6 separate regions of the Mus musculus genome follow, and regions 1, 2, 3, 5 and 6 are each linked to region 4. A link is a contact called in public HiChIP or PLAC-seq and promoter capture Hi-C data. All regions are on one chromosome and are shown on one strand. Each heading gives the region's core, a stretch centred on a gene start, on an enhancer-like site or on the middle of the called end of the contact. The rest is flanking DNA. Distances are from core to core; before and after follow the strand shown. Region 1 holds the start of Ulk2 (unc-51 like kinase 2). Region 2 holds the start of Wnt9a (wingless-type MMTV integration site family, member 9A). Region 3 holds the start of 2310033P09Rik (RIKEN cDNA 2310033P09 gene). Region 4 holds the start of Gid4 (GID complex subunit 4, VID24 homolog). Region 5 holds the start of H3f4 (H3.4 histone). Region 6 holds the start of Akap10 (A kinase (PRKA) anchor protein 10).

What was found. Promoter capture Hi-C pulls out the DNA fragments that hold promoters and counts their contacts. HiChIP or PLAC-seq counts read pairs in DNA pulled down with a chosen protein or histone mark.
Region 1: a contact with region 4 is called in a promoter capture Hi-C map of liver, with 4 times the contacts expected there. The contact joins the promoter of Ulk2 here to the promoter of Gid4 in region 4. A contact is called at or near these places in 3 of 39 promoter capture datasets (hippocampal neurons, liver and pre-B cells).
Region 2: a promoter capture Hi-C map of liver shows a contact between it and region 4, with 3 times the contacts expected there. The contact joins the promoter of Wnt9a here to the promoter of Gid4 in region 4. A contact is called at or near these places in 2 of 39 promoter capture datasets (liver and pre-B cells).
Region 3: a contact with region 4 is called in an H3K27ac HiChIP or PLAC-seq map of thymic regulatory T cells, with 7 times the contacts expected there. The contact joins the promoter of 2310033P09Rik here to the promoter of Gid4 in region 4. A contact is called at or near these places in 2 of 39 promoter capture datasets (hematopoietic stem and progenitor cells and liver), 1 of 484 Hi-C or Micro-C datasets (B cells), 2 of 115 datasets of contacts at active chromatin or transcription factors (large pre-B cells and thymic regulatory T cells) and 1 of 9 other capture datasets (liver).
Region 5: a contact with region 4 is called in a promoter capture Hi-C map of pre-B cells, with 5 times the contacts expected there. The contact joins the promoter of H3f4 here to the promoter of Gid4 in region 4. A contact is called at or near these places in 6 of 39 promoter capture datasets (the C10 cell line, hippocampal neurons, liver and 2 more) and 2 of 9 other capture datasets (adipose tissue and liver).
Region 6: a contact with region 4 is called in a promoter capture Hi-C map of liver, with 4 times the contacts expected there. The contact joins the promoter of Akap10 here to the promoter of Gid4 in region 4. A contact is called at or near these places in 2 of 39 promoter capture datasets (liver and pre-B cells).

The regions. Positions count from the first base shown.
Region 1 is chr11:61,853,353-61,857,191 of GRCm38.p6, reverse strand. Ulk2 (unc-51 like kinase 2) reads left to right here and starts at 2,100. Exons shown (of 27, transcript NM_013881.4): 1 at 2,100-2,705; 2 at 3,834-3,839. The coding sequence starts at 2,616.
Region 2 is chr11:59,305,063-59,308,951 of GRCm38.p6, reverse strand. Wnt9a (wingless-type MMTV integration site family, member 9A) reads right to left here and starts at 2,022. Exons shown (of 4, transcript NM_139298.2): 1 at 1,885-2,022. The coding sequence starts at 1,979.
Region 3 is chr11:59,206,970-59,210,566 of GRCm38.p6, reverse strand. It overlaps 2310033P09Rik (RIKEN cDNA 2310033P09 gene), which reads right to left and starts at 2,206. Exons shown (of 7, transcript NM_024210.2): 1 at 1,894-2,206; 2 at 1,702-1,747; 3 at 1,516-1,598; 4 at 1,367-1,439; 5 at 1,174-1,259; 6 at 463-594; 7 at 1-340. The coding sequence starts at 2,138. The coding sequence ends at 223.
Region 4 is chr11:60,414,936-60,418,906 of GRCm38.p6, reverse strand. It overlaps Gid4 (GID complex subunit 4, VID24 homolog), which reads right to left and starts at 1,762. Exons shown (of 6, transcript NM_025757.4): 1 at 1,063-1,762. The coding sequence starts at 1,251. Atpaf2 (ATP synthase mitochondrial F1 complex assembly factor 2) reads left to right here and starts at 1,873. Exons shown (of 8, transcript NM_145427.3): 1 at 1,873-2,156. The coding sequence starts at 1,997.
Region 5 is chr11:58,959,646-58,963,403 of GRCm38.p6, reverse strand. It overlaps H3f4 (H3.4 histone), which reads right to left and starts at 1,693. Exons shown (of 1, transcript NM_001318003.2): 1 at 1,131-1,693. The coding sequence starts at 1,592. The coding sequence ends at 1,182. It also overlaps a transcript of Trim17 not described here.
Region 6 is chr11:61,928,709-61,932,381 of GRCm38.p6, reverse strand. It overlaps Akap10 (A kinase (PRKA) anchor protein 10), which reads left to right and starts at 2,125. Exons shown (of 15, transcript NM_019921.3): 1 at 2,125-2,393. The coding sequence starts at 2,306.

The DNA of each region.
Region 1 (3,839 bases), core at 851-3,350, 1.4 Mb before region 4:
AGGGAGGGCCTGTGAGATGGCTCACTAGATAGGATAAAGGTGCTTGCCATGTCACCAAGGCTACCTAAGTTCCAAAGGAAGGTCCCACATGATGGAGGGAAAAACCTGACTCCTGCAAGTTACCCTCTGACCTCCACATAAGGGAGCAAAAGTACACACACATTAAATACTTGTCTTTTAAAAGGTGGGTAGGTGTTGGAGCTAAAGCTCAGTGGTAGAGCACTTGCTTAGCGTGTGTGAGGCCCTGGGTCTGATCCTCTACATCTAGGAGAGAAAAAAAATATTCCAGCTGGCCTAGGCCCCCTCACTACTTCCTGGATCTCATCTTAGGATGCTTTGTGCCACTTCTGTGGACTAGAACTAAAAAAAGAAAAAAAGGGGGGGGGCTGGAAAGATGGCTCAGCAGTTAAGAGCACTCACTGACTGTTCTTCCAGAGGTCCTGAGTTCAAATCCCAGCAAACACATGGTGGTTTACAACCATCCATAATGAGATCTGACACCCTCTTCTGGTGGGTCTGAAGACAGTTACAGTGTACTTAGATATAATAATAAATACATCTTTTAAAAACTTTTTGTTTTCTAGTGTTTGGTGTTTGTTTGTTTGTTTGTTTGTTTGGTATTTCAAGACAAGATTTTTCTGTGCTTAAGAAAACAATTTTTACTTTACTGCTATGGTTTGGATGGTTTGAATGTGTTCCTCAAAGTTTCCTGTGGTGGATGCTTGGTCCTCCGTGTGGCAAGAAGTAAGTTGAATTGAGAGACTGTGATACGGGTTCTTTCAAAAGTGAGTTGTTATACAGTCGTAACACTGGTCCCTTCTCAGTCTCTGGTTTCTTTGCCCTGTGATCTCTTTCTGTCCCATAGTCCCTTGTGAAGCCTTTTTTCATGAGCTCCTTGTCAGAGCTGGTGCTTTGCTGTTTGGGGTGTCAGCCTCCAAAACTGTGAGCTGCATAAATCTCATTTCTTTATAAGGTGCCAAGCCTGGGGCATTTTGTTCTAGCAATGGAAAATGGACTTACTGAGTCTGTGGTATTCTTTTTTTAGGAAAAGAAAATGGACTAGAGACATTGCTTTCAGATTCCTGACCTGTCTCAAAGCTGAAGGTTTTTAGGGCTTCTACCTGTTTGTCAAGATGAGTTCCAGAGGGCTGGCTGGAGATACGGCTCAGTGGTTAAGAGCACTGGCTAGTCTTCCAGAGGACTCAGGTTTGATTCCTAGTACCTACATTGTGGCTCATAGCTATCTGTAATTGCAGTTTCAGATCGACACCCTGGTCTGGCCTCTGCAGGCACTAGGTGCACTCGTGGTGCACATATATGCAGGCAAAACACCCATACACATAAAAGTAAAATCAGAGGGGGGAGGGGAGGAGGAGGAAGAAGAGAGGAGAGAGAGACAGAGACAGAGAGGGAGAGGTGAGAGAAGTGAGAGAGGTGAGAGGAGTTGTTTCAGGGGCAGGCGATGAAATTGACAGCAACATCCCCAAACCTGAACACACACTTAGGTATGGGGTCACACATATTGTTTACCATGGCTTTGTAATGCTTTCTTGAGCAAAAGTTGACTATCATTTTTCACCTAAACAATCCGAGGAAAAAAAAAAGCCCGAGGCAAACTGGTAGTTGACTGGTGTGATGAAGCGCCTCCTTAGAAAGGAGGTTCTGAGCCTCCCTCAGAAGTCTAGAGACCCCCAGAAGGCGCAGGTTCCAGTCAGACCCTATCCCTTAGGTGGGTTGTCTAGCAGTTTGCGGTCTGGATTTGAAAGGCAGCTCCCGGAGTTTTTGTCTCCAGTGTCTGCACCGCCTCAGCGACTCCCGGGGCCGGAGTTCAAGATCCGCCTCTTAGAGGGTGGCTTCAGGTCAGGGCGTGGCGGGCTCTAGCTAGCCGCGGGCGCCGAGCCGAGCGGAGCCGAGCCCGCCGCCCGTTCCTAAGCAGCCGCGGCCTCCTCCCCACACCCCTGCTCGCCAACTCGCTCCAGTGACTGCAGACTCGCCCCGGTGCCTGGCGCCGCGTCCCGGGGTGCGCACTCCTTTTCTCGGCGGAGGGAGCAGGACTGGGGCGCATCGTCCTACAAGACGCGCTGACGTCGCACAGGGCCGGTAGTCGGCGCGGAGCGGCCGGCGCGCGCGCGTGCGTTGGGCGCTCCCGCGAAGCAGGCAGAAGCCGCCACCGCGGCTGTGCGGGTTCCAGGGCGGCGGCCGCTACACAGCAGCGCCGCGGGCGCAACAAGCGGAGGCAGCCGCACCTGCGGGGATGGCGCGGCCCCGGCCCTGCACCGCTGTCAGGCGCGCGGGTAGCTCCGGGTACGCCCAGTGACGGCGGCGGTGCCCTCGGCCGGGCAGTGCCCAGGCCGCTTGGCTAGAGCCCCGCGGCCGACGGCGGCCCGGGCCATGAGAAGCGACCGGGCCCAGGCCTCGCTGACCCCGGCTCCGCGCGGCGGCCCGTCCCGTTTCCGCTCCGGCCTCTCGGCATGAGTGTCCATCCGGGCCCGGGGCCGTGGCTGCCCCTGTCCCGCCGCCCGCGGGCGTGCTTGGGGCCCTCGGGCCCGCGGTGCTGATCCCGGTTCTCCGCCACGCCTGCCCACCCTAGCGCTCTATGTCCCGGGGGCGCGGCCATGGAGGTGGTGGGCGACTTCGAGTACTGCAAGCGGGACCTCGTGGGACACGGGGCCTTCGCTGTGGTCTTCCGGGGGCGGCACCGCCAGGTGAGCGCCGCCGGCCCGTTGTCTGGTGCGAAACTGGGGAGCCAGCGCCCCGGTCCTGGCCGCTGGGCAGGGCTCCCCGGGCCTGCCTGCCTTTGTGCTTGCTGTCACTGTCGCAGGGTTTGTTTTGGAGGCCAGAGCCGCTAGGCTGAGCTCCACCTACCGACGGGCGCAGAGCCACTGATGTTCTTCCCTGACAGTGTGCTGGGTAACCGAGGTGCGCCCGGGGACTTGCTGCTCAGAGAAGCCACTGGTCCCGAAGCGACTAGGACTCCAGTGTTTGCACAGTGTAATGTGCTTGTCCATACTATGGGTCGGTGGACCTTTGTCCCTTCTCCCTGCCCCGGGCTTTCCGGAGCTTGTCACCTTTACCGTGGATAATTGCACACCCAGCGGAAAACGGGCGCGTTTCCCGTTAGTCTGAAGCTTTCTCAGACTATCACGTTCCTCTGTGTCTGGGGGAGCTTTGTAGTATCCCTCCCCTTTTTGAGTTAGAGGAAATAAGTGACAAAGGTAGTTGGACCCTAACCTAATAATACAACGTAGATGCAAGTTCAAACCTCAGTTGTTTGGGTTTTTTTTTTTGTTGTTTCTTTGTTTTTTCCAAGCCACTGTTTCGCAAATAGGTCACACGAGGTTATAGAATCTAAAGAATTTGAGAAGGCACATTGAGACTGGAAGTAATTAAAAAAAAAAAAAAAAGCTTTGGTTATTCTGTTTGTTTCAAGAGTGCCTATTAAAAAGGTACTGTCGTCTATGTCTTATTCATTATGAAATAACTTAAAAGTCAAGGAAAAAAAATAAGAGCAGTGTAATCCAGCCAGGATAACTTCATTAAACTCTATCACTTCCCAAGTTTATTTATCCATAACTCCTATGTGACTGTAAACTTTTTTCAACTGATCCTATATGGTCTTTGTATTTACAACTTTTAATGACTAGTGCTGTAGGACATTGCTATGTATTGTGTTGTTTATGAAATCAGTTTTTTAGTTTGAGATTTGAGGTCTTTGCCATGTTTCCCCACTACCACATATACATTGAGTGGCTAAAAATAAATTTACAGCTTTTATTATTGAGTTGTTTCTATGTTATAATTTTCAGGCATAACACTGTTTTTTTCCTTTTTAGAAAACT
Region 2 (3,889 bases), core at 773-3,272, 1.1 Mb after region 4:
ACATACATACATACTCCTCAGAAATCAATTCCAGAGAGACCCAGATCAACTAGCCTATCCTCCCAGGCCTCCTCTGACTCTTGGTTCAACAGGTACCCACTCTGCCCATCTTTGGGGTCTTTCCGCCAAGCCCAGACAGTGGATCTAATGGGCAGCTGCAGGAGAGGAGCGCTCAAAGGCATGGTCAGCTTTCCTTAATGGGTCCTCTGCAACAGAGAGCTAAGTAGAGGCTGACCCAAGCCATAGCAATACATCAGTATTGTCTTCGGTATCTGCTTGGGAGCCAGCTGACCTGTACTTAAACCCTGCCACGGAACCGGGAGTTCCAACACCCCTTCAGGCGCCAAGCTAGAGAATTTTCCCAAGATGCAAAGTATCAAGCCAGCTAAGCGAGGGTGAGAGAGAGGGATGGATGGGAGGCATTACAGCCACCAGGATTCTAACCCCATCACCTGTAGGTTCTGAATCCCAGGGCCACAAGGCCAGCAGCAGAGATCCCAGAAGGAGCAAAGTGGCCGCTCACGCAAGCCCAGGGCGTGTCAGATGCCTGACTGGGCCAGAAGAGAGGAAGGCACAGCTGGCTGATGGGCTGCTGTGACTCACCGCGGACCTGTGGCCAGACGGCCATCCTCAGCCCTCCCTCTTGCCCGCGGGTGAGGCTTAGGGCTGCACAGATGGCGTGCAGGGGCGTGCCAGGCCAAGGCCCAGGGGTCGGACCAGGGGAGCCAGGGTGGGGAGACCCTGGGAACCGAGACATGGAACTGACCCTGGAAGACAACCCAGAAGAAATGGACAGACGGAGGAGAAAGGAGGAGAAAGAAAAACACAAAGGGAAAATTTCCCATGAAAATATTTTATTTTCTTTGAGAACAGGATACACCTGCAGGGTTCCTCAGCCCAGCCGCCTCTCCCTGCCCTGGCGGGTGCCAGATTCCTAGACCAACGGGGCCCTCTGCCGGCCACACCGCTGCGAGCGGCCACTGAAGCCAGGGGCGAGGGAACAGGTGACCGGCGAAGGGCGGCGGCCCAAGACGCAGTCCAGATCACCCAGGACCAGGGTTGCGACCCGAGGGGCTAACCCAGGTCTCCCAGAGGGGGAAAGAAGGGTGATAAGCAGGGAGGGCAGAGAAAGCTGGGGCGCTGCCATGCGTGGTGCCACCCAGGACCTTGGAGAACTCAAAGTGCAGTGGGTGTCCCTCTAAAGATCGCTGGGTTCAGGCATCCCAAACCTGGGAAAGCGAGTAGAGAGGGAGGGACGAAAGGAACCAAAGGTGAAGAGACGCGCCCAAGAACGCGGCAAAACTGCTAACGCATAGACAGGCGAGTGCGGGCGGCGACCCCGCGGGACAGCGGCGGCGTTTACCCCCCGGGGTCAGGTCTCCCAGACGTGTTCCCGAGGGCCGAGGTCGGGGCCAGGCTCGGGCGAGCGCCAGAAAAAAGCGCAAGAAAAATAAATTTCTCCAGCTTGGAGGGTTTTTTTTCTCCCCTTTGGGGCTCAGTGCAAGGAACATCTGGATTTTGTACGTGTTTTTTTGTTGTTGTTAAATTAACTTTTCCAGGAGAGAAGGGGGGTAGTGGGCAGGGGCCAGGGAGGCTCCAGCCTTTTGGCAGGAACACCGCGGCCTAAGGCGGCGGCGGCGACTCGGGAGTCACCGTGGACCGCGGCCCCGCGCAAGCCCGTCGGGGACACCGGCCCCTCTACCTCTAGGGCGCACGGCGGGCAACGACCTGCGGACCGAGAGGCGCGCTCGCTGCCAACTAACGACTCCAAGCCACCCGTGTACCCCGCCGAGCACCTGGCGAGTGCTACCCCGGGCTCGATGCCCCCGTCCGGCCCCGCCGCCCTCGCCCGCCCTCGCGCGGCCGCCCGCCGCGGGCACCTACCCGAAGTAGGCGGCCGAAGGGCGCAGCGCGGCGAGCAGCAGCGTCAGCCCGAAGGCCGCGGCCAGCCAGCGCGCCAGAAGGGACCCATCCAGCATCTTGCCGCGCCGCGGCGGCAGACCATCGCGCTCCGGGCTCCGCGCAGGGCGCGCCGCGACCGCCGCCCTCTTATAGCGTCCGCAGCCGCGGCCGCGGGGCGGGGCGCCGGCCAGCTGGGCTCGGCCCGCCCGCGCCCCGGAGGAGGGGTCACGCCGGCGCCGGGGGCGGGCCGAAATCCGAGCTGCGCGCCCGCCGCCGCCGCCGCGGCCGCCGAGCTGCTCGGCTCGCGGGGCGGGCCTGGGGCGCGCTGTGGGGAGGGCTGGGCACGTGGCGCGGTGGGAACCCCGGTCGAGTAACGGAGCCAGAAGGAGCGATGGGGCGGGACTGAGAGACAGAGCAGGGTTAGACCCCGGGGCTAGGTGTCTGCAGCCAGGACACAAGTGCGAGCTCCGGGGTGTCTCCTGACAGTTAGGGACCGGGTGTTGGCCGCCGGGAAAGACATCCAAGAGCCGAGAAACTTGGACGACTGTGCTTGAGGGGATAGTGACTGGGTGGCTTGGGAGCGACGTTAGCCACTGGATTACAGAGCGGGAGCGTGGGGGGACGCGAATCCACTCGCGGGCCAATGTTGCCAAGAGGGAGCCACTGCTGAAAGTTGGGGTGCTGTAGCTGGAGGAATGGAAAGGCGACCTCTCCAAGGGAGACCAAAAAGGCATTTCTGCAGAGCCGGTGCTGTGGCCGACTTGGACCTGAGGATGGGACAATATGGTCCTCAGGGACTTCTGGACTACTAGCTGCAGATATCACTGACACTCAGGGACCTCATACCCCAAACAGGGTGGAAGATGAAGGGGACCGCTGGCCAGGATGGTGACTGGTCTGTGTGAAAGCCCAGAGCTGTGACTCATCTTCGTGGACTGAATTGTCTATAAGTCAAACCTTAACTAACACGCAGAGAAACACAATTGCCCAGGGCACCCAATAGACTGCTTAAGAGTCCCCTGACATTGGGGGAGGGGCGGCTTATTCAGGGACCATTCAAAGTGCTGGAGAATAGGACCGAGTGATTGGATCCTGACACATGCCCACCGCGTGTCAACCTTCCGTGCTGGAGACGCACTTTCTGTGCAAGACAGTGACACACACACACACACACACACCAGAGCCAAGCTAACAAAACCCAGGGACCTCCAACACTAGCGTGCCTCCCTGACCTGGGCTTACAGGGGCAAGCTCCACACCCTGGAAGGCAAACCTCCTTACCAGCCACCGCCTTCTCAACTTAGAGGGGCTGATTCTGGATGGGAGACCTCCAAGTCTGAGGGTTTTGAGCTCCTCTGGGAGGCTGAGTTGTCTAGCCGTGCACAGCAACTGCTCAGCCACCTGTCACGGCTCCAAAGGAAAGCAGAGGAGGAAATGAGTGAAAAAAAAAAAATCACATCAGCCTCCGCACTGGTCAGAGCCAAGCAGGTTACTCCTGTGGGTGTGGACCACCCAAGTGAATATACCCTGTCCTGACTGAAAAGCTTCCATATGTGGTGGGTGTGTGGCTGAGTGAGGGGTCGGGAGAGCCCATCACTTCCTCTCCGAGCCTTGGTTTCCCCATCAGAGGCCCATTTAACTACACGGTCAGGGGGACTCGTATCGCTCCCCATTGCTGGGAACCCACCTACACCCCACATCGCCATCCAATGGTGCTTCTGCATCAAAATGAACCCAGAAGGCAGCTCCAGCCATGGCAGCATGGGGGTGGTGTGTGTGTTGGGGGGGTGGGGAGCAGCATCAGGGAGACTTCCACCTGGAGGCCTGGCTCCCGCTCCTAGGAAGAAGCAGGAGACGGGAGACGCTGAGCGATGACATATTTAAAGGCACGAGATTGCTTCCAAGAAAAATGATGTGTGAGATTGTAAACGAGTGTCGCCAGGCACTGCAGGCGATGCATACTCGGTGAGAGCGGAGCTGGCACCTC
Region 3 (3,597 bases), core at 957-3,456, 1.2 Mb after region 4:
GAACCACTAGACTGGTAACCCAGGACCCACTCTATGACCTGGAGTAGTTGCCTCCAAATGGCAAGATAGATCCTAAGATCCAGCAAGCTTGGCTCAGGATCCTGTTGGGGAGCAGCCACCTGCCTTATCCCAGCCACAGAGGGACAGTTAGTTGGGCAGGTAGGGAGTGGGCTGGTAGCTACTTGGCATCCAGGGCTCTGGTGTCCTTTGGTGTAGCCATTCTCAGTCATCAGAGCTTCTGTCTTGTCGTCTGCGGGATGGATTCCTTCCACTGTCCTGGCTATGTTCCCGCTTCCTCTTAGAGCAGGGAGAGAAGTCAGAATGTCTCTGGTGTCTGGGCCTACAAAGACAAGGACAACCAGACACTTAAAGGGTCCCTCACCCTGCCAAGCACCACACCAGGCCTGGCTAGCTTTGCCTCCCATTTCCTTAGTGTCCCAGGTAGAGTTGGGCCTAGCCTACCGGGGAGGAGAGGGAGATGAGGAGCAGCTGTCAGCCTCCCTCTTATGTTCTTTGTCTTTCTTCTTTTTGTGTTTCTTGTGTTTCTTCTTCTTTTTCTTCTTTTCTTTCTTGCTTTTCTTATGGCTCTCTGCACTGCAAGAAACAATACAAAGGATCCGAGCTTGAAGGACTCGTGTCTACTCGACTGTGGGGTAGTCTCACCCAGCAGGGAAAGGCAGACTAGAACAGGATCCATTGTGCACTGATAATATCTACATGTCGGGAGTTCATATTTATAAATGAGCTTATTAGGCTCCATGGCCACAAAGATGAGTGCTGGAATGCTGCCAACCTGGTGAGCCTCCTCTCTCCTTGGAGACAAGTTCTCATTATGCAGCCTTGTCTAGCTTGGAACTCACTATTTTACCTAGGTACAAAGTTGAGATGACACAAAAGTAGAAGTAACCAGACACACGTACCAGCTTGTGAGAACTCTGAGAGATCAGCCTGCTGTCTACCAAATGCTGGGATTAAAGAAAGTTGTGTGCCGCCCACCCCACAAGCACCTCCCACCAAACTGGCCAGTATCATGGTCCTGAGCGTCACCCTGCTGGGTCACCTATGGCAGCTACTGAGACTCCAGCCCAGAGATGGAGGTCCGCCTACTTCAGTCAAACTAAGAGAGCTAAGGCAGTCTGCCCCTTTATGCACAGGGAGGCAGACTCAACTTACTCCGGTTCGACCTTGTCCTCAGCGCGAGGCTTCTTCCTGGGAGCAGTTGGGGCAGTGCTTGGGCCTTCGCTGTCCACACGGTGGTGCTGTATGACATGAGTAGCCGTGGTGAGGAACACCCAGGGAATCCTGCCCCACATCTCAGACACCTCTAAACCCCAGGATCCTGTGCATTGGGCTTGACAGGGTTTACCGTGAACACTGACAGCCCAAGTTTGGCAGCCTCTTTGTCTTCTCGGGATAGCGCCACACGGCCCGCGGAGCCACTGCAGGGGACAGAGCATTTGAGGACAGTTCTCAATCACCGCCCAGGCCTACCCTGGACTCCCCAACTAGCCTAACCTGGCGCTGCCCAAGCCCAGGAGCCGGTCCACGCCCTTCTCCTCGGGGTCTCCTCCTTCCCGTTTGCAGATCTCCACGAAGTCCTGCGAAAGCAGGGTAAGATAGGAGGTTCTAGGCCGAGACAGACGGACCCCCCCACCCCCCCCCAACCACCCCGCGGACCTCGAACCCATATCTCAGACTCACCTCCTTGCTCAGGCCGGTGGGCTGTTTCCTCACGTTCTTGTAACCACTGCGAGCAAAGGTCAGGAATGCTCATCAAGGGTCTGGCCCCTCGGTCCCCTTCTTTCCTGTGCCCCGCCCACATCCAGCCCCGCCCCAGGGCCACCCAGATCCCGCCCTCGGGGCTTGCGGTCGCCCCGCAGACCAGGCACTTACAGTGCGGCCAGCAGCGCCTCACGCTCCGCCTCGCGCACGGCTGCCAGCTCTTCCTCACGGCTCGGGCCGGTACACGGCGCGCGGTCCTTCGCGTACCAGGTGAGGTCGCGGCCCTTCTGCCAGCGGCCTACTGGCGCCATCAGCGAGTTGCCCAAGTAGTTCTCCCTCTGCTTGTCAGTCTTCACGTCCTCCCAATTGAACTGGTCTTGTCCGCCACGCACGCCACCGCGATTGGAGCCGAACATGGCGCTGGAGCCACTGCACAGCCTTCAGTACCCGCGGTCTCTAGTCGGACTTCCCGCAGCACTCCGGACGCACGCCGTGACGTCACTCTCGCGCCCCCGCGCGCGCCTGCGCTCTCGCTAACGTGCCCGTGCGCCTGCGCACTGCGTATCCGAGGGCCTTATCAATCAAGATCCTCTTTCTAAAGGGCGTTCAGGGCTTCTCTGGCGCATCCTTCATCCTAGTGCCACGTGCGCCTGCGCAATAGCTCCTCAAAAAGGCGGCTGTGCTATCCCACCTGATAACTCTCGTGTGAAGGAATCTCGGTGGAAGGGGACACTACAAAACCTTAGTGACACCAGGAGGGGCCGGCCCCTTGCTTTCTGGAAAGCCAAGAATGCTAACTCCAAAGGTCCCGGGTCACTGTTGAAACTAAGTTAAATAATGGCAAACCTTCACGGAACAGAGGGACAGATAAAGTCACCAAAGAAACATGGATTCACTCTTCCATGCTCTGGGTGACAGAATATGCGTATGTGACATGAAAGCCAAAGCATCCCTAAACCAGAGCGATCTGTGTTCTCTGCAGGTGAAGCTTTACTGGGCAATTTACTGAGGCTGCGCCTCAAAATGAACAGAAACTGAGCTACATCTTAATGACAGATCACTTGCTTAACATGATGGTCTTGGGTTTCATCCCTAGTCTGAAAAAATACCCATCCTGGAACTCTCTAGCATCCCAAATAGACCAAGACAGCCTCATTTTTATGTCTTCATCCTGAACACGTTGAGTACCTGCCACAGCTTGTGAGGCTCTTGGTATGAGCCCTGAGGTCATGGCCTGGCTTTAGAGGACACAGTTGGGACAGATTCCTCAGAACAAGATCATACTCGGGATGAATGGATGGTCCCAAGGGGAGCTGCACAATAAAGTGGAAACGTATCCTTTATTTGCCTGATGTAATTGTCATTTCTGAAGCTTACCGCCTCTGTCTGCTAACCCAGGCCTTGTCCTGGAAGCTTCTAGCCTCCATACAATCTTATCTTGGCCTAGAATGTTTTCAACCTCTGAGACCTATTGCTGAATAAGCTCACCCTTTAATGCTCTTCTGAACTCTATCTAGCTGGGTGGTCAACTCAGCTATTCTGGCTCAGACTCCTCCACACTGAATGATTCAAATTGGCTTCTTCCAGCTTCCCCCGAATTGCTCTGCTTGGCCTCATACGACCTTTGGTATTATGTTCTAATCTCTGGCTCATTTTCTGGCTCGTTCTGTCTTCACCTGGCTAGTTTGTTCTTTCTCTGCAACCTGTCTCTGTACAATGGTCCCAGTAAACTGCCCTCTCCTATTCTTTCCCCTAAGTCACTTCTTTCCTCTCTGTTCTCATGAGAGATAGGCATATCCTATTCTGTCAAATCTCCCTGAGTCACTGGAAATCACTTTCAAACATGGGTGCTTCTTTCTAACTAAGTTTACCTTC
Region 4 (3,971 bases), core at 513-3,012:
AAAGAGGTGGAGTTCTGGAAAAGAAAGGCCCAGAGAAGATGAAGCTGAAGTTTCAAAGTTGTTCAGGGACTGGCAGCCACCAGCCAGTACTCAGATATCCAGGTCAAATAGGGGGAGGTAAGTGGACACAAAACAAAACTGTGTTAGATTTCCCAGTACTTAGGCATCTGAGGCTCGGAGGAAACTCTGGAGCTATGCAGATAACAATCAGCAACACTACAGCCAGCAATAGCAACCAGCTAGATCAAGGTGCGAGGTCTGGGGAGAGGCCAGGGGGACTGCCAGGGATGGGAAGGAGCCACAGCAGGGTAGGGTAAGAAGCCTGGGACAGGAAGCAAAGTGTAGCAGCGGATGCCTATGAACTGACTGACGCCGGGTTTTGGTACTGGAAGGCCCCACGAGACAAGGTCTTAACACTAAGTGGTGCAACTGGAGATATTTGGGTGTGAGGCTCCCTGGTCTTTGGGGAGCCTCAACCTCTGTGGGTTGTCTCAGCCAATGGAGGGAGGTTGGCCACCTCTCCCCCGTCAGCAGTGGGCTGACTGAGTTCTCCTAAGGAGCAATGTCCCTGGCACTCAGGATGGAGTTGGGGTCAGAGGAAAAGCTTCATTCCGGGAGAATGTGACACTGGCCGCTATCGAGAGGTACTGAGTTTGGGGCAGCCAATGGAGAGTTTTTCAGGATCCGACAGGGACTGGTGGGAGGGCTGGCTGGTGTAGGGAGGACAGGACTTGGGAAGAACCGACTCAGGCTAAAGGACGGCTAGTCATGGGGGAGCTTCCGGATGCCCAAGCCGGCGAGTCAAAGGCTCTAAGTGTGGGACAGTCTTCGGGGTCTGTCGGAGACTGGCCACTACAGGCTCTGAGTCTAGGGGTGGGCTAGGGGTAGGGTTCGAGAGTGTGACATCAGCTGGGCAGGTCCCGGTGGGAGGCGCCGGGTGCAGGAGGCCCCGGCAGTGAGAGGGCCTGGTCCGCGGCTGAGGGCTCGAGGAGCCCAGGGCAGGCCCGGCCCGTGAGCGCCGCGAGGAGGCCCTCGGGCCCGGCCTTGCCGCCTGGCGCTCACCTGCAGCACCACCTCTACGTCGTACGAGTTCCCCTTGCTCTTCTGGTGGCCACGGAACTTGGAGCCGCTGTAGAGCAAGCTGGTGGCCACGCCGGGCTGCTGGGTGTTGATGGGCGGCGGCGGGATGAGTGAGGCCGCGGATGTGGTTGAGGCACCCGCCGGCGGGGGACACTCGGTGCGGACCGGCATCGCGGGGTCCCCCGGAGCCAGGGCTGGGGGAGGGGGAAGGAACCGCCGCCGCCGCGCGGGAGCCGAAGCTGCGGGGAGGGCGGACCCGGGCGCGCACGCGCGGGGGAGGGGCCGGGGAACCACCCGCCCGCTGAGGCCAGACCAAGCGCTCGTGTTGCCACCTGGACCCGGAGACCTGCAAGCAGGGCCTCCCAGACCTGAGCTGGGTCTCCCTTCCCACTTGCCCTCGCGGGTACACACACACACACACACACACACACACACACACACACACGCACGCACGCACACACACACACACGCGCATACACACTCACTCACTCATACACACGCGCTCACACACACACGCGCGCGCTCACACACACACAAACACACACACACTCTGCAGCTTCCAATTGGCGCGGGCGCGCTGGAGAGGCGGGAGCAAGCTCACGCGGCGCTTCCGCCCATTGGCGGACAGAGAAAGCACGTGGCGCAGAGCGCGAACGGCCCTCTGGGACTTGTAGTTTTCTTCCCGTGGCGCGGCATGGAGGGGGCGTGGCGAGCACGTTTATGATGCTGATTGACGGGGGCGGGAGTGGCGCGCAGCGGGGCGCACGGCTGCGACGGCGCGCCGTAGGTGTCATGAGGAAGATGGCGGCGTGCTGAGGAGGCTGAGGGCTATGAACCCTTGGTGAGAGGTTTCCGTACAGAACCAGCGAGGGGTGTGGGGTTCTCTTCGCTCTTTTCCTGTACTCTGTTTCCACGCATGTGTCCACCCAGGTCCTTGGGCAGGATGTGGCGAATCTACCCCCGGCTGAGGGACCGGTGGCGCGGTCTCTTGGACCGGCGTCTCAGTGACCCCACCGTCTCAGTATGGCCGGGGCCAGCTCCGCAGCCTCCGGCCCGGGCCTATGTCCCGCCAACAGGTGAGGCCCGGACATAATGTGACTTTTTGGTCAGGAGCCAAGTCGGGCTCACCTGGAGGAAGGTTTCTGACGTGCAATGCGGGGTGACAGGCAGGGTTCAGGCCTATGCGAATATTTAGAGCAACAGAGTTCTGTTTCAATTTGAAAAATGACATCCAAACAAGTGCGAGGGTGACTTTAGGGGACACAGCGTGCCCAGGACACGAGATATTTGGCTCTTGAGGCTTTTCTCAATTTCCTTTATTTTTTCTTTTCTTTTTATTTTTTCGGGGATAGGATTTTTCTGTGTAACCCTGGCTGCTCTGGAACTCACTCTATAGACCAGGCTGGCCTCGTACTCAGAGATCCTCCTGTCTCTAGTTCCTGAGTGCTACCACCACTACCACCACCACCACCACCTCCCAGCTTCAGGGTTTTTTTGTTTGCTTGTTTGTTTGTTTGTTTGTTTTTCCTTTTAAAGGGGAGCAGGTGTCTTAGTTGGATTCAGAAAGGAAAATTTGGGCTTTCAATCAGGACATCCAAGGTCACAGAGCAGACTGGTTGAGGCTATGGAAGGCAAAGACTGACCTGACTGTGTTGTGTCCTCATGACTGTGTTGTGTCCTCAGGACCCAGCAGAAGACTTGGCACAGAGGCAGGCCTTAAGTCTTCCACCACACACAGCACACTTCCTTAGGGGTTTGCGGGCCCTCTGTCCTAGTGCAGTGCCACAGCCTCTGCATTCTCTGCAGCTTTCTCTAAGTGGGAGTTTATGCCAGGCTTCTTTGACCTACTAAGGACTGTAATAAGACTGAAAGAAGGTTATTTCATTGCTTCTGAAAGAGAGATTGCTACAAGTGAGGTTCACTTCAGTGAATGAAAAGTAGTGATGACCTCTCTAAATTCAGTTAGTTGTTTTGTGTTGAGGGCATGTGGTCTCACCTGAATGATTCTCAACATCAGATGCAGGATTCATTATGCTTACGAAACAATAGTTTGCAATATATTGTGATATGGGAACTATGAAGGACTTAAGAAATCACAAGGATGAGCGTGTACAGGGTGATTGAAAGGGCATTTAAACTGGGGCTTGAGAGATGAGTAAGAGTTTGATGGGGGAGAAAGGGGGTGTAACATGTCCAGAGGTGATGACTGGGTGTTAGAGGTCTTGCTGCAACACTGCCCTCATTAGGCAACAATTCCATAGGCAGTTTGGCAATTGGCATAAGAGTACAAACCTGGGGTCTGTTGTTGGCAAAATCTCTGAGGTACTGTGGTCTTGGGCATGTATGATGTTGCTTTCTTTGGTGATCTGAAGCATGAGATTGCCTTTAAGAATTCTTTAGGCTGTAAATCCCATAATTTCTTGTTTCATTTAGTGTGTATATATCTGTGTGTGCACTTGGCATGCACATGGAGGTCAGAGGACAACCAGCAGGACTTGGTTGTGGCTTTGAGGGACTGAACTGAGGATGTTGGGTTTAGTGGTCAGCGTCTATACGTGGTGAGCCGTTCAATGGTCTATAGCCCATGATTTTATATAACTGGGGAAGGGAGTGGATGCACCAGGGAGCTGATTTTTGCTTATCAGGACACAAACGAAGGCCTAAAAGTGGGGCAGAAAAAGCCAGTAAAGACAAAGGAAGAAGCTAAGAGTAGCGTCACACACATGTATCAGCTGCTTGGGAGCCTGAGATAGGATCACTTGAGGTCATGGGGTATGGGGAGGAGGAGAACGGGCTTGACTTACAGATAGCTCTCTGTGCCCCATTCATTCATACATTCCTATTTTCTTTCACCTTTGACTACCTACTATGTGCTAAATAATGCTAAGAGC
Region 5 (3,758 bases), core at 444-2,943, 1.5 Mb after region 4:
AGGCAGGCTCATCTCTGAATTTGAGGCCAGAGGGAGTTCCAGGACAGCCAAGGCTACACAAACAGTCTTTAGACTCACCCACCCCCCCATCCTGCCCCCCTCTACCTCCCCTCTGCCTCCTTGCCCTCCCCTGCTCCCCCATCCCTGGGCTTGGAGACATAATGGGCTTCAAAACTCTTCAGTTGCATACTTATATTATATGCACACCCTAGGAGTAATTTATGTATTTAACATTGGCATTAATGAGTGATTCCACTACAAAGGAGAGGTAAAGTTTTCTGTGTTAACCTCACAGGCTTATTCAGGCTATTCCCCTCAGCCCTCCACTAATGCAGTTCAGTTAACCATCTCGGGTTCCTCCCAGTTTGATTTCTGATCAAGCCGGTTAGTCTCCATGCCGGTCATCTCTGAACACCACCCTTTTTGTATGGCTCAGAAGTCATACAGTACTGGACAGTATGAAAAACCAAGGCTCAGAGAATTAAACTCCAGCGCAAAACATCCTTTTGATAAGAGAGGTTCCTATTGCTTACAACTCAGGTTGAGTCAAGACAACAGCTAGACTTTCGTACCCTACAGGAATCGTTTAAGACAGGATTCTCTGGATGTGTCCCCTGGAAATATGTAAGTTAACACTTTCCTGACTCTTTTGCTGCCGCCGTTAACAGATGGGCAAAATTAACTTTAATCAAAGGCAGTTCACTGGGCTTTCCATCAGGAGAAAGGCCAACTTTTCAAGTACAGGAATAGCTAGCCTTTTTAATACCAGGCATTATGAGCCTTAAAACACAAAACATAAGTAACTTGGTTACTGAGCAGATGCGTTTGGATACTATCAACTATGCAAACATAGCACGTTTACTGCCGGTAGGAGCTACCTTCACTTGGTAAAACCAGTCAGCAACACAACCATCATCTTGTAGTACAAGGGCTCAGGCCACTATACCTATCAAGGGAAGGCAGGTTAGAATAGGACGGAGCTGCAAGTCAAATAGCTCAATGGGCAAGGATTAGCTGCTAAGCCCTCTAGACTGATCTGGGGAGACACTTCGATTGCCGGCCACCTTGTCTTCACCTCCTGAGGAGACAGGACACCTAAGTCTACGTTACAGACACTTTTTCTGACTCTGTGGGTGGCTCTGAAAAGAGCCGTTGGGTTCATGAGCGGTGCCTGTGGGAGCCTAAGCCCGTTCTCCGCGGATGCGCCGAGCCAACTGGATGTCTTTGGGCATGATGGTCACCCGCTTGGCGTGGATAGCGCACAGGTTCGTGTCTTCGAACAGCCCCACGAGGTACGACTCGCAGGCCTCCTGCAGCGCCATCACCGCGGAGCTCTGGAAGCGCAGGTCGGTCTTGAAGTCCTGGGCGATCTCACGCACCAAGCGCTGGAATGGCAACTTGCGAATCAGCAGCTCGGTGGACTTCTGGTAGCGCCGGATCTCGCGCAGCGCCACCGTGCCAGGGTGGTAGCGGTGCGGCTTCTTCACGCCCCCGGTGGCCGGGGCGCTCTTGCGGGCCACCTTCGTGGCTAGCTGCTTGCGCGGAGCCTTGCCTCCCGTCGACTTCCGTGCCGTCTGCTTGGTGCGTGCCATCTTCCTGAATCGTCCGCCTCCCTTGCTCCTCAGGTGCACAATGTGGGGGGCGAGTAGCACTGCTTTTATAGACCCAGCTACATTCCTATTGGCTGCCCACCAGGTGGCATTATGGGATGCTGCACTCTGATTGGTCCATTGGGGGATTGACTTTACACCCTGCCTCTTATATTCTCTCTGAGTGGTGTGGACTCTGGAACTGTTAGTTGCGGCTCGGTAGGAGGGCAGCGGGGTCTGTGGAAAAAACTCAAGTCGCTTTCTTGGAGCTTTTATTGTTGTTGTTAAATAAAAAAACAAAACAATCTTGCCTCGACTCCCAAGACACAAAGAACCTTCTAGAACCTTTCTGCATGCTTCCTTTATATAACAACGAGGCATAGTTTTCCTGAGTTCTGGAATACTAAAAAAACATCCACCTGGTCTGAGGACGCCCCTGGGGGCGAGGGCTGGAGGTAGCTCAGCAGTTAAGCTTAATTCCAGGACTCGGGAGGCAAAGGATGGTGGATATCTGTGTGTTTGAGGTTAGCCAGGGCTACATAGTATTAACACTATTTTTTAAAAATAGGGAGGGGTAGAGATGGAAAAAAATAAAGAGAAAAACGAAAAGAAATTGTGTCGTTTGCTGGAACAATGGAAAGAACTCAAGATCACAGTGTTAAGTAAGCTGGATCCAGGCAGGAAGAAAAGCATGGCATGGGTTCTCTAGCATGTGGAAGCTAGATTAAAAAAAAAAAAAAAAAAAAAGCATAAAAATGGGGTCGGGGTGGTATTTATAGAGAGAAAGGGACCAGAGGGAAGAGGAAAAAAAGGGGAGAGCTGGTGTGTGTGTGTGTGTGTGTGTGTGTGTGTGTGTGTGTGTGTGTGTGAAGTTATCAAAATGAAACCCATTACTAAGCACAGTTAACGTACGTTAATTAAAAAAAAAAAAAAACTAGAAGATATGACTCAAAGAACAGTAGTCCATGCTTATAACTTCAGTACTCGGTAGCTGAATCAGAAGGATAATAATTTTGAGGCTTAGAGTACACTGAAATGACGCTTTATCAAACAAAATAAAACATCTTTAGATCTGAAAGAAAATTAGGAAAAAAAAAAAAAAAAGGATTTCTGAAGCAAAGGCTTTCAAGGATAACATGGGCTGTATTCAAGGATTCCCCCAAAGGTCACAATCAGGGTATCAAACAATAGTAATAATGATTATTTAGATCACGTCAGAGGATGAGAAATGTCGTCCACATAATTTCAAAAAACGTGAGTCCAGAAAAGGATAGAAATCAAACTGTGGTGCATCTTTACGGATTTGGTTAAAAAATAGAACTCACTGACAATCATGGTGTTTTGCTTCCAAACGTGTATGTGTAGTTTAAACTGACGCCGGTGAACGCCAAAGCGGGGAATCCCGAGCCCGTGCCTGCGGTGTGCGGTCGCGGGTAGGCGCTACGCCAACCGGAGGACGTGGGTCGTCCATTGGTGGTGCCCAGGAACCGGGACGTCCCGGCCCGCGCCACTCTCTAGTGCCAGCTTATGGATACAGTGACAGGGAAAATAGCTTCACGTTCAGAAAGAACCGAAACTCTTGCCTCTGGGAATGTACGACCCTGTGAGACATCGGCGACACACACAGGGCTTGAAATTCTGAGGGAGCCAGGGAGGAAGGAGCTGTCCATCTTGCACCTCACACAGCCAATTGGATCAGTCAGAGCTTTTGGACTGACCAATCAGAAAACGCCCCCGAGCATGCCCATGCTCCGGAGCCGGAGAGGGCAAAGCGCGTCGCTTCTCCAGCACCCAAGGCCGAGGTGCCCATCAGAGGACGCGGGAAACCTTCTCTACACCCCGGTGCTCACGCTCCCACACTCCCGCACCCCCAAACCTCGGCAAGGCCAGACTACAGCTGTCACCGCGTTGGTTCCCGAGCTGGGCGCTGCACCTATGGAAGCCACTGCTGTAATCTTAATTTTTTTTTTTTAATTTCTTTTATTTTATTTCAACTAGACTGCGCCGAGCTTCCCAGAGAAGTCACACCATACAAGGCTGGATGTAATGCAGAGCAGCGTCTCAAAATCTGAGAAGGATCTTCTTTCCTTTCTGGAGCCTGTAGTTTTCTTTCCCTATTAAATTTCCCCCATTCATTATTCGATCTGCACCTATGCCTTGTGGGAAAGG
Region 6 (3,673 bases), core at 876-3,375, 1.5 Mb before region 4:
CAAGTTCTTAGTAAATAATGATTTCGATTAGCTGACTGCTATGTCTAGCTGTCTGAGAGATAGTGGAAATAATAAAACTTATTCAAGGAACTAACAAAACGAAGCAGTTTTTAAATATACAATTCTGCAGAAAGGGATGCCAGCAAAAAGAAAAGTCAAAAATTTCTGGTGCAATGCTTTGGTACAAGGCAGTGATTTTTAAGGTCCCCCCAATCTGGAGGGGTTTTAAGTTCCCTCTAATTCTATTCTTGTCTCCATTGGCTAGAACTTGCCCCTTTCCCAAATTTCCCATGTTATTGTTTTAGGACACAAAACCTTATCTAATGAATAGTTTGGGGCTTGAGATAGCACCCCTCCTCCTTTTCTGACCATGAGCAATAGGGTAGCAGACTACCTGTAACTTTTTTAGAGTTCTGTGACAAGCCTGCACCAGCCACCAGCTAGGGGGCCTATTGCTTTCTTCTTATCTGTAAATGGACTGTAACAATCTATTTCTCACAGAGAATAAAAGCAACTCCAGAATCTCTGGTAGGGGGGGCTCAAAGAATAAACCTCATTGGAAATTGAGTTGAAAAACACTTCCTCAACACTGATTTATGTTTATTTAGCCTGAGAGAATGAGTAAGGATTCTAGAAATCCTAATGGAGCCAGAGCCCTCCCCTCAACCCCATTGACTTTTTGCTCATTTAAGGGATTTTTCTCACTCATTCGTCTGGTGTTCCTCCTGCCCTGATCAGCTAACCAATAGTTAACAAATACAAAACAGTCTCTGCCAAGACTGGAACTCCAGAAGGGAAAGGCAAAGGAATAATGTAAGACACACCACCCATTCTGCCTAAGAACAGAGTAGATACTCTAACTGTGGATCCTTTGCAAGTGTTGTCTGTGCTCCTAATTGCTAAGCCATCGTTCAACGCCTTGTTTTGTTTTTATCTGTTTGAGACACAGTCTCACCTTGGCCTAAAATTCCCTAAGTAAATCAAGCTGACCTGGGACTCAGTGATCCACTGGCTTCTTTCTGCCTTCCAAGTGTGTTAAAGGCTTTCACCACCAGAGCACCTCCCCTGGCTTGCCTTAATATTCTTAGGCAAGGAAAGGTTTTCAAGGGTGGGCAGTGGGTGGGAATAGGGGAGGGGTATGCCCAGAGTGTAATATTCATTTCCAAATCATCTCAGACCTCCACACCATTACCTCACATGGGGCAACCACAGCCCTGCTCTCCTTTTCAGTTCCTGCCCAGCGTGACCTTGAAAGCTGGCCTAGTTTCCTCCATACCAAGAGCAAGTTTAAAGACTGTTACTAACCTGGAGGGTTTAGTATGGTATCTGTGCACGATGTTATAAATAAGTTTAGCTATGATGGTTTTTCATCATTTAGCAAACAGGCTTGGAAACAAAACTAGCAAACTTATTAACCTGCTCTAATAATATGGTTAAGACTCCAGGCTTTACTTAGTTCCTGTTTTAACACACCGAATAATCAGGCAAGTTGCCGCTTCTGCACTTGTTTTTCCTTCTGTCTCAGGTAGACTTTGCTGATCCAACATAAAAATCAGCAACTGTGTGCATCACGAGTTCCTGGTTCGCTTTTGACAGTAGTTGTAGCTATAGTGGCCATCCATCCAGGGCGCTAAAGGTGGGTAAGCTTTAAGAAAGCCAGAAGATTTATAGGAAGGTGGCTTTCGAATAAGAACGGAAGAAATAGCCCTCTGTTGAGGCTCAGGTTGCTGGCTCTTTCTGTTTTGAGCATCTGTAGGGATTTCATCTGAAAATGAGCCTACCACTCTTTTTCTCCTTCCTTCCTGAGGTCACTTTGAGGGAGGGAGCTTCGGGAGCTACATAAGAGCAGCTCCTCGTCCTGCAGGCTCGCCTGCATCCCCCGGGGACCTGGCAGGGTAAAGCTGCCAAGCAGCCTGCGGCATTTAGCAAGATTCCGCGAAAAGGCTGCGCAGCAGTGCTGGCGGGGGCTTCCCGAAGAGGAGGAGGTTCAGCAAAGAGACGCTGTCATCCGAAGCCTCCAGGGGGAAGGGCTCGCGGACTCGAGGACGCCAGGTCACGTGGGCTGAGCGGGCGCGCGCCCCGGCCCCGCGGGAGGAGGTGCGCAGGAGGAGGCGGGGCCGGGGCCTCCCGTGAAGCCCCGCGCGCGGACGGACCGGAACTCTAAGCGGGTGGCTTGTTGATAACATGGCGGCAGCAGCTGCCGGGGCATCCCGAGGTGGCGGCAGCGCCCACACCCGGAAGAAGGGGCTGTTTTCGGACTAGTGCAGCGGCTCCTGCGGCCCCGGAAGTCCCGGCCAGCTGCTGAATGAGGGGAGCCGGGCCCTCCCCGCGACACTCCCCCCGCGCCCTCCGCCCCGACCCGGGCCCCGCCATGTCCTTCTTCCGGCGGAAAGGTAGCCGAGGGGTCGCCGGCGGGGGGTGAGCCGGGTCTCGGGCAGCGGTGGGGCAGCAAACCTGCAAGGGTTTTGTCAGGGCGGCCGCGAGGCTCTCGATGAGCCGCTCGGCCTCGGCGCCGACACCCGCGGTGCAGTGTGCTGCCCGGGACTCCGCAGGGAAGAAGGTGGCCTCCTCAAGCGAGGTCGAGGGGCATTGTCGCTTTGGGCCAAAAGTGTCTGCTTAAACCCATAGAAATTAACACCTGTTGGCTAAAGAAAAGGTTTTCCTGGTGTGTTTGGTTTCTGGAGGTTTGTATGTGTGTGTGATCCACGCGCGCACTGTGGATGAAGATCAAGGAAATCCCTTTACTTATAGGAAGTCTTGACTTTTCCGAATATTGGGGGGGGGGGGTTATACCTAAAACCACGTGCAACTGTTATTTCTTCAACTAGCGCTATTTTCTAGTTTCCTCTTTTGGGGGCGGGGGTGGAGAGCGGAAGGGGGCCCACTGTTATTCCTAAAATAAAATTTCTTACTACTGAAGTTCCGTATTCAGAAGACTACTGCTTTTGATGATTGAGCAACTTTACTAATTATTGAGACCGTTGCTGCTACTATAAACGAACTACTTAGATTTCGGATGTCCAGTTGTAAAAGCTTACTTAGTTTTTAAAGTAGAGGCAAGGTGATTTTGATCCTGGAAAGGGTTATGGTATTTCATTAAATATACATACACAAATTGATCAATCAAATCTCTTTAGGTGGAGGTGGTTGTATCTCTTCATTCTTACTGAGAAGATGTATCAGACAGACTTTTTTTTTTTTAAACATAACACCAAATCAGACTTGTATTCACGTGATAGCTTTTTCATAAACTCTGTAACCCGAAACAGCCGGTTAACCCACTTTTTTTCCAGCTGAGAATCAGATGATTCCTAAAGGCCTCATAGGACTGAGGCTGTCTGTTGATGCTAGGTGAGGGAATGAATGAAACTGGTAAATAATAGGAAGCTTTATCAGTAAAGTGTCTTAATATCTCTGGAGTTGTTAATGTACCTAGGTTGACAGTGTTGTGGTGCTTGTTTTTTAAGGGGGGGAATGCATTCTAAGTATGGGACTAATTCAAGTTGAACAACAGACTTCTGTCTGTTCATTTAACACACACTGTCGAGTGTCCAGTCTGCCAGACACTGTCTTAGGGTGTCATGAAATAGTTATATGGACGTAGTCTCTGTACCTATGAAACTCATTGATGCTGAAGGCAGGCAATAAATAAGGCCAAAAAAAAAAGTGTGTA